Linked DNA regions of Hordeum vulgare: region 2 is linked to region 1. A link is a contact called in public Hi-C data. All regions are on one chromosome and are shown on one strand. Each heading gives the region's core, a stretch centred on a gene start, on an enhancer-like site or on the middle of the called end of the contact. The rest is flanking DNA. Distances are from core to core; before and after follow the strand shown.

Region 1 (3,831 bases), core at 500-2,999:
GCCGAGATAACACTTATGCACATTTCTACTTCCTCTATAAACAAATATAAAAGTATTTAGATCATTAAAGTAGTGATTTAAATACTCTTATACTTCTTTACGGAGGAGAGGTCGAGAAATGCAGCCTTGAAGATGGTCAGACGCATGTGGTGCCACTTACTTCCGAACCGAGGGAGTACTGCTTTGGGGTTTCTCGTAAATATGCTCAACTCTCCTTCAATGTAGCTTTTGCTGCTATTTCAATAAAGATAGCACTTGTTATTTGATGGGAATCTGTAAAAGGTCTTATATTTAGAAACGGAGGGAGGGAGTATTTGTCTAGGCAGGAGAATATATCCCCTGCTGCTGAAAACAAAAAAGTTGAGTTCTGAGCAAAGGGATATAACAGCAAAAACTGTAAACATCAGGCAGCACAAGACCAAATAAAACCATACTTTCGCATAACTCTGTGTTCATAGACTTCCATCCAGCACCAAAACAACAAGATGTCGGGGCTACCAACTGAAGCACAACAGAAGCTGGAAAACTACAGAAACGTCAAACATGGATGCCGTGTTTTGTCTTTCTGAAACAGAAGTTGCCCCATGAAGCAGAAGTTGCCCCATGAAGCAGGATCACTGCTGCGGTGCGTCCGACGGCTTGATTCCCGCGTCAGCTTCCGTTGCCCTGTAACCCAGCCCAGGGCGCGACGGTTGCTCCTTCTCGCCTTCAAAGTCGCGGGCGTCCCGCAGCGAGGCCTCGAAGTCAGTGGAGTCCATCGCCGTCGGTAGGAGGCTGCCAATGTCGTCTTTGGCACCGAATCCGCCGGCTCGCATGACATCATCGGCGGAGATGGCAGCTTCCATGTTCATATCCACAACATCATGGCCATTTGCATTTCCGGTGTCAGAAACTGCGGCGTCCTTCAGGGCCACCTGGTCATCAGTCATGGCATCTGGTTTAGCTTGTGGAGCTTGTTGTCCACTGCCGAGGTTCTTCCCGTCCATGCCTGCCAATATATGCCACCAGATATGAAAACTCCATGCCAAGACACCACCCTATAGACAATAGCTTCATGCTCAAAAAAGTTTGCTGTTAGTCAGAACTTCAGAAGCCTTTGACAAGATGCAGATAAGGTACCCTCCTCCTTGGTAAGCTACCTATATTCCTGGTTATATGCAACAAAGGAAACTGCAGGCAAAGCTACTGCAGTGTTCATGTAAGGTATAACACATCATTCCTGCTGTGGCTTCCAGTTGCAGCTATAGAAATGACTCAGTTCAGTCAGAAACGCAGTGGTATCTTCTAAGGCTTCTTTGCTCGCGCGCGTGTACAAAAACTAGTAGTACTATCAAACATCACACTGCTACAGATCTCACCTTATATTACTTTCATTATTACATCTTTCTACTAGCGCCAAGATTAATTTGACTCCCTTTTCTTTAGTAATCTCAGAACAAAGCACAAATAGAGCTGCTCCAGCGACCTGCAGAAACACTAGTAACTTTACATGAACACTACTCATATGGATCCATCCATGCGACGCTGCAAAGCAACACAAGACCGGACCGGAAAATGAAAACAGATCAAGCAGAGAGCGGAGGAAACTAAGCAGCGGCTAGGCACTCACCACCTGCAGATCGAGTCGGCGAAGAAACGAGGCGCCGCGGATTCGAGAGCTCGCCTTTTCTGGTTCCTTCCACGCAGCCAAGGAGATCCTTTCTTTTTTACCGAGGCAACCCAATCCCCTCTTCGCTTCGTCAGTGCTCAACTGGGTTAGATCACCACGTGTTCAGCGGAAGAAGGGTAACGTGGCACCTGTGCTTGCTCCTTTTGGGCCCAATGGGCTACTTATTTAGGCTTTTGTTTATTTCAGTTGGGCCAGCTAGTTTCTCTCTCTCTCTCTCTAAGAGAGAGAAAGTATTGGTAAACGCAAATTTTATTTTGCTCAATAAACGCTAAATACATTCAAAGAAAGTATAGAAGAGATGCAATTGGCAATTCAATAATAAAAATGTGGTAACTACCACCACATGAATTGGCGGATTGCCCACCCACTCCATTTAACCTTTTTAAAAGGGTGTCGCTTTTATAATGAGATCCTTGCGCTCCACGAGATTGTTCACGAGTCCACAGTCGTAGGGCGGGGGGTGTCTTCTTGAAGCTGGATTTTCAAAAGGCATATGATCGCCTTGACTGATCTTTCCTACGCCTGGTCCTTGAGTGGAGGGATTTTGTTGATAGTTGGTGCTCTTGGGTTATGCAACTAGTGCACACCGGAAGCACGACGATCAATATCAATGAGAAGGTACGACCTTACTTCCGTTTCTCGAGTGGGGTTCGACAAGGTGACCCAATTTTCCCGCTATTATTCAACCTGACGGATGATGCCCTCGCCTCTATTATTGATAAGGCAAGGGCAACGGGCTACATACCTGGAGTGGTGCCACACCTCATTGCTAGAGGCGGGGTTATCCATCTCCAGTATGTTGATGATACAATGATCATGGTTGAAGGATCTGATTTAGATATAGTAAACTTGAAGTTTCTTCTTCTTTGCTTCGAAGAGATGCCAGGCCTTAAGTTCAACTTCGTTAAGAGCGAATTTATCATCCTGGGATGCTCCAAGGTGGAGAAGCAACAGATTACAGATAACCTAAAGTGCACGTTGGCCACATTTCCTATTGACTTCTTGGGCATGCCGCTCTCTAACTCTAAGGTCTTCATGAGTGTGTTTTACCCCCTAGTGGAGAAGGTTGGCGCGCGGGCGGAACCCTAGTGTGGTAGATTTACCTCCAAGGGGAGTAAGACCTTCCTAATAGATTCCAACCTCTCCAGCCTTCCCATGTATATCATGGGGATGTACTCCCTTCCTTATGGTGTGCATGTTGCGTTTGATAAGGCCCTTGCCCGTTTCTTCTGGCAAGCCATGAATGGCCGCCAAAAATACCACATGGTAAAATGGACCGACATCTGCCTTCCTAAGGAGTGTGGTGGGCTAGGGATCTTGGCTTCCCGACGGATGAAGGTCTCCCTAAAGCTCAGATGGGTCTGGCGGATCATCTGCAATGATAGGGAACTTTGGCTCCAGCTTCTTCAAGCCAAGTACCTTCACGGCTTGCCGCTCTTAGCGTGTGATTCTATGGACGGGTCTTAGTTTTGGAGATCCATCCAAAAGATTAAACACGAGATCTGCTTTGGATTGGTGTTCTATCTCGGCAATGGCGAGGGGACCCTGTTCTCGTTGGATCCTTTGGTCGAGGATACCCCCTTTGTAGGGGGTCCCTCTATTATTTGCTATACGTGCGGACTCCTTGCTTCGGGTTTCAGAAGATGCCTGGGAGGGCCATTGGAACATCCAGTTCCGACACTCTTTGGGACTCGCAGAAGTGCTCGAATATTCCAATCTTTTGGCCGTCCTCCTGCTGGTGATTGGCAGTAGCCCGGATCGAGCGAGGTGGTTGCTCTCTCCTTCGGGAGATTTCTCCGTTGCATTGGTGTACCATGCACTATGCCGCACTCCTCGCATCCGGTGGATGACACCCCTATGGAAGGTGCCACTACCGTTGAAATTCAAGATCTTTGTTTGGTAGTGTTGACGGATTGCCTCATATCTCGTAGACTGGTACGGAGGTGGTCAAGAGGCATGGTTCGGGGAATGGGATATGCCCCTTGTGTAATTGTTGGGGAACTTTGCATGGGAAACAAATTTTTTCCTATGCACACATAAAATCTATCCATGGTGATGACCATCTACGAGAGGAGGAGTGCGGATCCACATACCCTTGTAGATCGCTAAGCGGAAGCGTATATAACGCGGTTGATGTAGTCGAACATCTTCGAGATCCAAAT
Region 2 (3,831 bases), core at 679-3,178, 210 kb after region 1:
TCTATGCAACATAGCAGCAAGTAATGTGTGAGAGTGATAACATCAACGCAAGATACAGTAGATTCAACTAACATATTACTCCCTCTGTAAACTAATATAAGAGTGTTTAGATAACTAGAATAGTAATTTAAACGCTCTTATATTAGTTTACGGAGGGAGTACATGGTACAGGACAGGGTATTTGACATGAGGTCTCAACACGTTTCTGGTTTGCTGCAAAAATGGCAACAGTTTTGTTCCCCGTGTCTAAAAAAAGGAAGGCTCCAAACCGCAATTCATTTTCCTGATAAAGATAATATGGGGCATGCTCACCAAAATACAGTATGACAGCAGTTAAGAGCACACGGGAACTTACCAGCACCAATGGCATATATGTTCTTTAAGCCACCCATGACTTCATGTGTAACGAGATCACTGTTATCCCATACGATGAAATGAGGCTGCCGCAAAAATTTAGAAAGAGGCTTCCTCCACTTGTCAGCTCCACAGATGCGAGCGTTTGCATACTCTTTATTGTAGATTTCAGAAGCAATGTTAGGGCCTCCGAGATATAGAATATTCTCCAATGGAACTCCAGCTACAATAAAACCCATGACAAACAAAGCTTCGTCAGAGCCTTAATTGGAGTATGTAACATGCCAAAGTATATACGATGCATTGACACATACAAAATGAATTAATATGAGAGGAAACTAGAGCGCTTATTATTCAGTACTAATGGAGACACAGCTTGCTAAAATGATGTGTATGTACTAACCACTACACCAGGTCAAGCATTGCAGGACATAACACTTGGACATTCATGGCGAGCCATTTAGTGTAAGGGCATTAACTAGCTCTCCAATTATTTGATAGCGGACATAGAGAATGTGCTGTATAATCATTTAGTAGCTGTGGAGGACACTAAGTACAGATAAAGGAAATGAACGACAGTAACACTAAGTATAGATCAAAATTCAAGATAAGCCTGCATACTTCATCAGGAACATCACATTCAGTTTAGCGGCTAAAGTACGGTATTAAACTATTAAGCGGTGGATTTGATGATGTAACAAAAAGAAAGTACTAAATAAGTAAAGTTGAGCAAAGAACTCACTTGCATTGGCGATCATCTGTGTGGGGGTAATGATGCGAGGCATGGGATCGAGCGACGCCTCGATCCCCTTGGCCAGCGAGATAATGATGGGCGGGTTGATCCTCTCCTTCCAGTACCTCCCGATCTCCCCGAACACCTCCCTGGTCTCGGTGGAGGGCAGGCCGTTGATGACGATGTCGGCGTCCCAGACGGCCTCCTGCAGGTTGGTGACGACCTTGAGCGGGCAGAGCGGCGTGTCGATCATGTTGAGGCAGAAGCCGTCGCGGAGGATCTCGTCGGCGTAGAGCGTGCGGTCGCCGAGGCGGGCCTCGACGTACTTGAGGTAGGCGCAGCGGCGGATGAGCCTGCGGAGGACGCCCTCGCGGGCGTTGATGACCTCGAAGAGGTGCTCGGCGGTGGCGCGGTCGACGGCGCGGCCCGGGCGGCGCCAGACGCGCACCTGCGCCTTGTCGCGGTGGTCGCGGCCGTAGGCGTCCTGCAGCAGCGCGCAGAAGACGCTCCCCCAGGCCCCCGCGCCCACGCCGGCGATCCGGAGCGGGTCCCCCTCCGCCTTCCCCAGCCGCCGCCGCAGCTCGTCCAGCTTCCCCTCCGCCGCGCCCTTCTTCCCCAGTCCTGCTCCGTTGGCGTAGCTCCCCACCATCGCCGCGGCCTCCGGCTAGCTCAGTCCGCCTGGCCGGCCACGCGCGAGGAGAGATCGAGGCTCGCAGGCCAGCTAAGCGAGAGCGGGACGGGGGAGGTGGCGGTGGGATCGAGGGGGGGATGCCGGATGCGGGGGCCAAGACGCGCCATTTAAATCCCCCAGCTGCGGCCCCGCTGTCCCTCCCGGCCGCCGCCCGTTTGAATTGCGCGCCGACGGTTGGTGGCGGCGCCCGCCCGCCCGCCCGCCCGTGCCGGTCTCGCAGCTGTCCCTCTCTCGCGGCCACGGCGCGGGGCAGTAAAGTTGGCGAGCGAACGGAGGTTTTGTACCGGGGTTTCCGCTTCTACAGGAGAGCGCGTCCCGATTTGGGAGCACGAGGGGAATGAGGAGGGCAGTGACGCCCGGCGGTGGGGGGGTGGCCGGGTCAAAACAGGTGGATTTTGGGGTGGCGCCGCCCGTCCGAGAGGGACGGGCGCGGCCGGGGCGGAAGATGGCGACGGACGGCCTGACGAGTTGATGACGGACGCCGGTTGCTGGCTGGTGGGGTCGCGGACCATTTCCTGCGGAGGCTGACTCGCCTCGCTCGCAAATACAGTACATATGGGAACGATCAGACCACTGATCCCCAGCTACCTATCAGACTACTGGTTGTTGGATTACTTTTGTCTCGATGGCCAAGTAAACGTGAGTTGGGTTGGCGTTTGTTATTACTATTCCTTAAGAGCATCTTCAACGGCAGCGCAAAAAATCGGCGTCAAATAAATTTTTTAGCGCGTCACTGTAGCAGTTTTGAAGCGCGGGGACCGTAGCATCTCCAACAGACGCGCGCTAGTGCAGCGCCCAATCCAGTCCGATCCAGCGGTCCCATCTGCAGCCGCTCAGAGTTTGCTGCGCGTGCAAGCCGGCGCATCAAATATGCTGCGCGCGATAGCGTTTTTGAGCGCGCGCCCAAAAGTTTTTAGCGCGCGCAGCGTTTTGCAGCTTCTGCTGGAGCAGTCCGGCGCCCAAAAAACGAATCTTTTAGCGCGCGGAGCAGTTTTTGGGCGCGTGTTGGAGATGCTCTAAATCACGACGGGCTACCAAATTGAGCATGCACCTACCAGATGCATGCACCGACGTCATGGAAGCATCAGTTAATTCTTACTCTTAACTACTTCTGTAAATCATGGAATATCCTGAAAATAATTCTGGTTGATTACAATTACTTTCAACAACAGAAATCTAGTACACTGATGTTTTTAAGCTGATGCAACATGGTTGTATCATGGAAGCATTCCTTTCATCGATGGATGCATAACCATCAAATAACATGTACTACACTTTTTTCTCACTGATTTTATGCGATGGCAAAAATAGTTGTTATGACATGAAAACAATCCTTTTGGTCGGTGTAAACATTGTACTTTGCAGTGAGGTGAAAACATATTGTTTAACAGAATCATTTGACATATGAATATTTTTTAGAGTTTCAAAACCTAATGTTTGGTGTAAAGGAAGCTGATCTTTCTGTCTATTGGAAAGTTTGCTTACAAAGAATCACACGGATGTACAGTAAGACTGATAATACAGTGAAATAAATTAATCTAGTATGACAAACAAATTACAACTCTGTTTTGCAACAGGAGTAAAAACAACTACAACACTATTTTTTACTTCATTGTAGACTGCTTAGCGGCAGGGGCTTGACAATCTGATCATGACAAGATCCATGCATGACAAGAGCTCTACATTGTTCACTGTACAGCCGGCAACTTAGGGCAGTGGCTGGTTGATCTCAGCTCGTATGCACTCAATACATAGACAAAGAAGCACAACTGGAACCTGGTATAGCAAAATACGATTGAAGCATTAAATGAGAAAGATGGAAGCACACACTAGCATCTGATAATGGCTGAAGCAAAATGTTTGTACAATAGAAAGTGGCCCAGACTTACTGTGGTTAGATGAAAAGATCCTGGGACAACATATAAGACACATCGGAATCATAAAAAAATGTCTCCTAACATGATCAGAGACGTAAGTGTGTGCGTCGTGAATAAAGTAAGGTATACCCAGTGTTAGATAATATGGACATAACTTGTTGTTAATATAATCGTAA

The links. A called contact is a pair of places that touch in the nucleus more often than the background predicts.
Region 2: a Hi-C map of seedling shows a contact between it and region 1, with 2.5 times the contacts expected there. The contact joins the promoter of LOC123443798 here to the promoter of LOC123413455 in region 1. A contact is called at or near these places in 1 of 6 Hi-C or Micro-C datasets (seedling) and 1 of 1 datasets of contacts at active chromatin or transcription factors (embryo).

The regions. Positions count from the first base shown.
Region 1 is chr1H:445,608,858-445,612,688 of MorexV3_pseudomolecules_assembly, forward strand. LOC123413455 reads right to left here and starts at 1,750. Exons shown (of 2, transcript XM_045106409.1): 1 at 1,613-1,750; 2 at 416-988. The coding sequence starts at 986. The coding sequence ends at 615.
Region 2 is chr1H:445,817,296-445,821,126 of MorexV3_pseudomolecules_assembly, forward strand. LOC123443798 (probable glycerol-3-phosphate dehydrogenase [NAD(+)] 3, cytosolic) reads right to left here and starts at 1,929. Exons shown (of 5, transcript XM_045120332.1): 1 at 1,097-1,929; 2 at 356-577. The coding sequence starts at 1,736.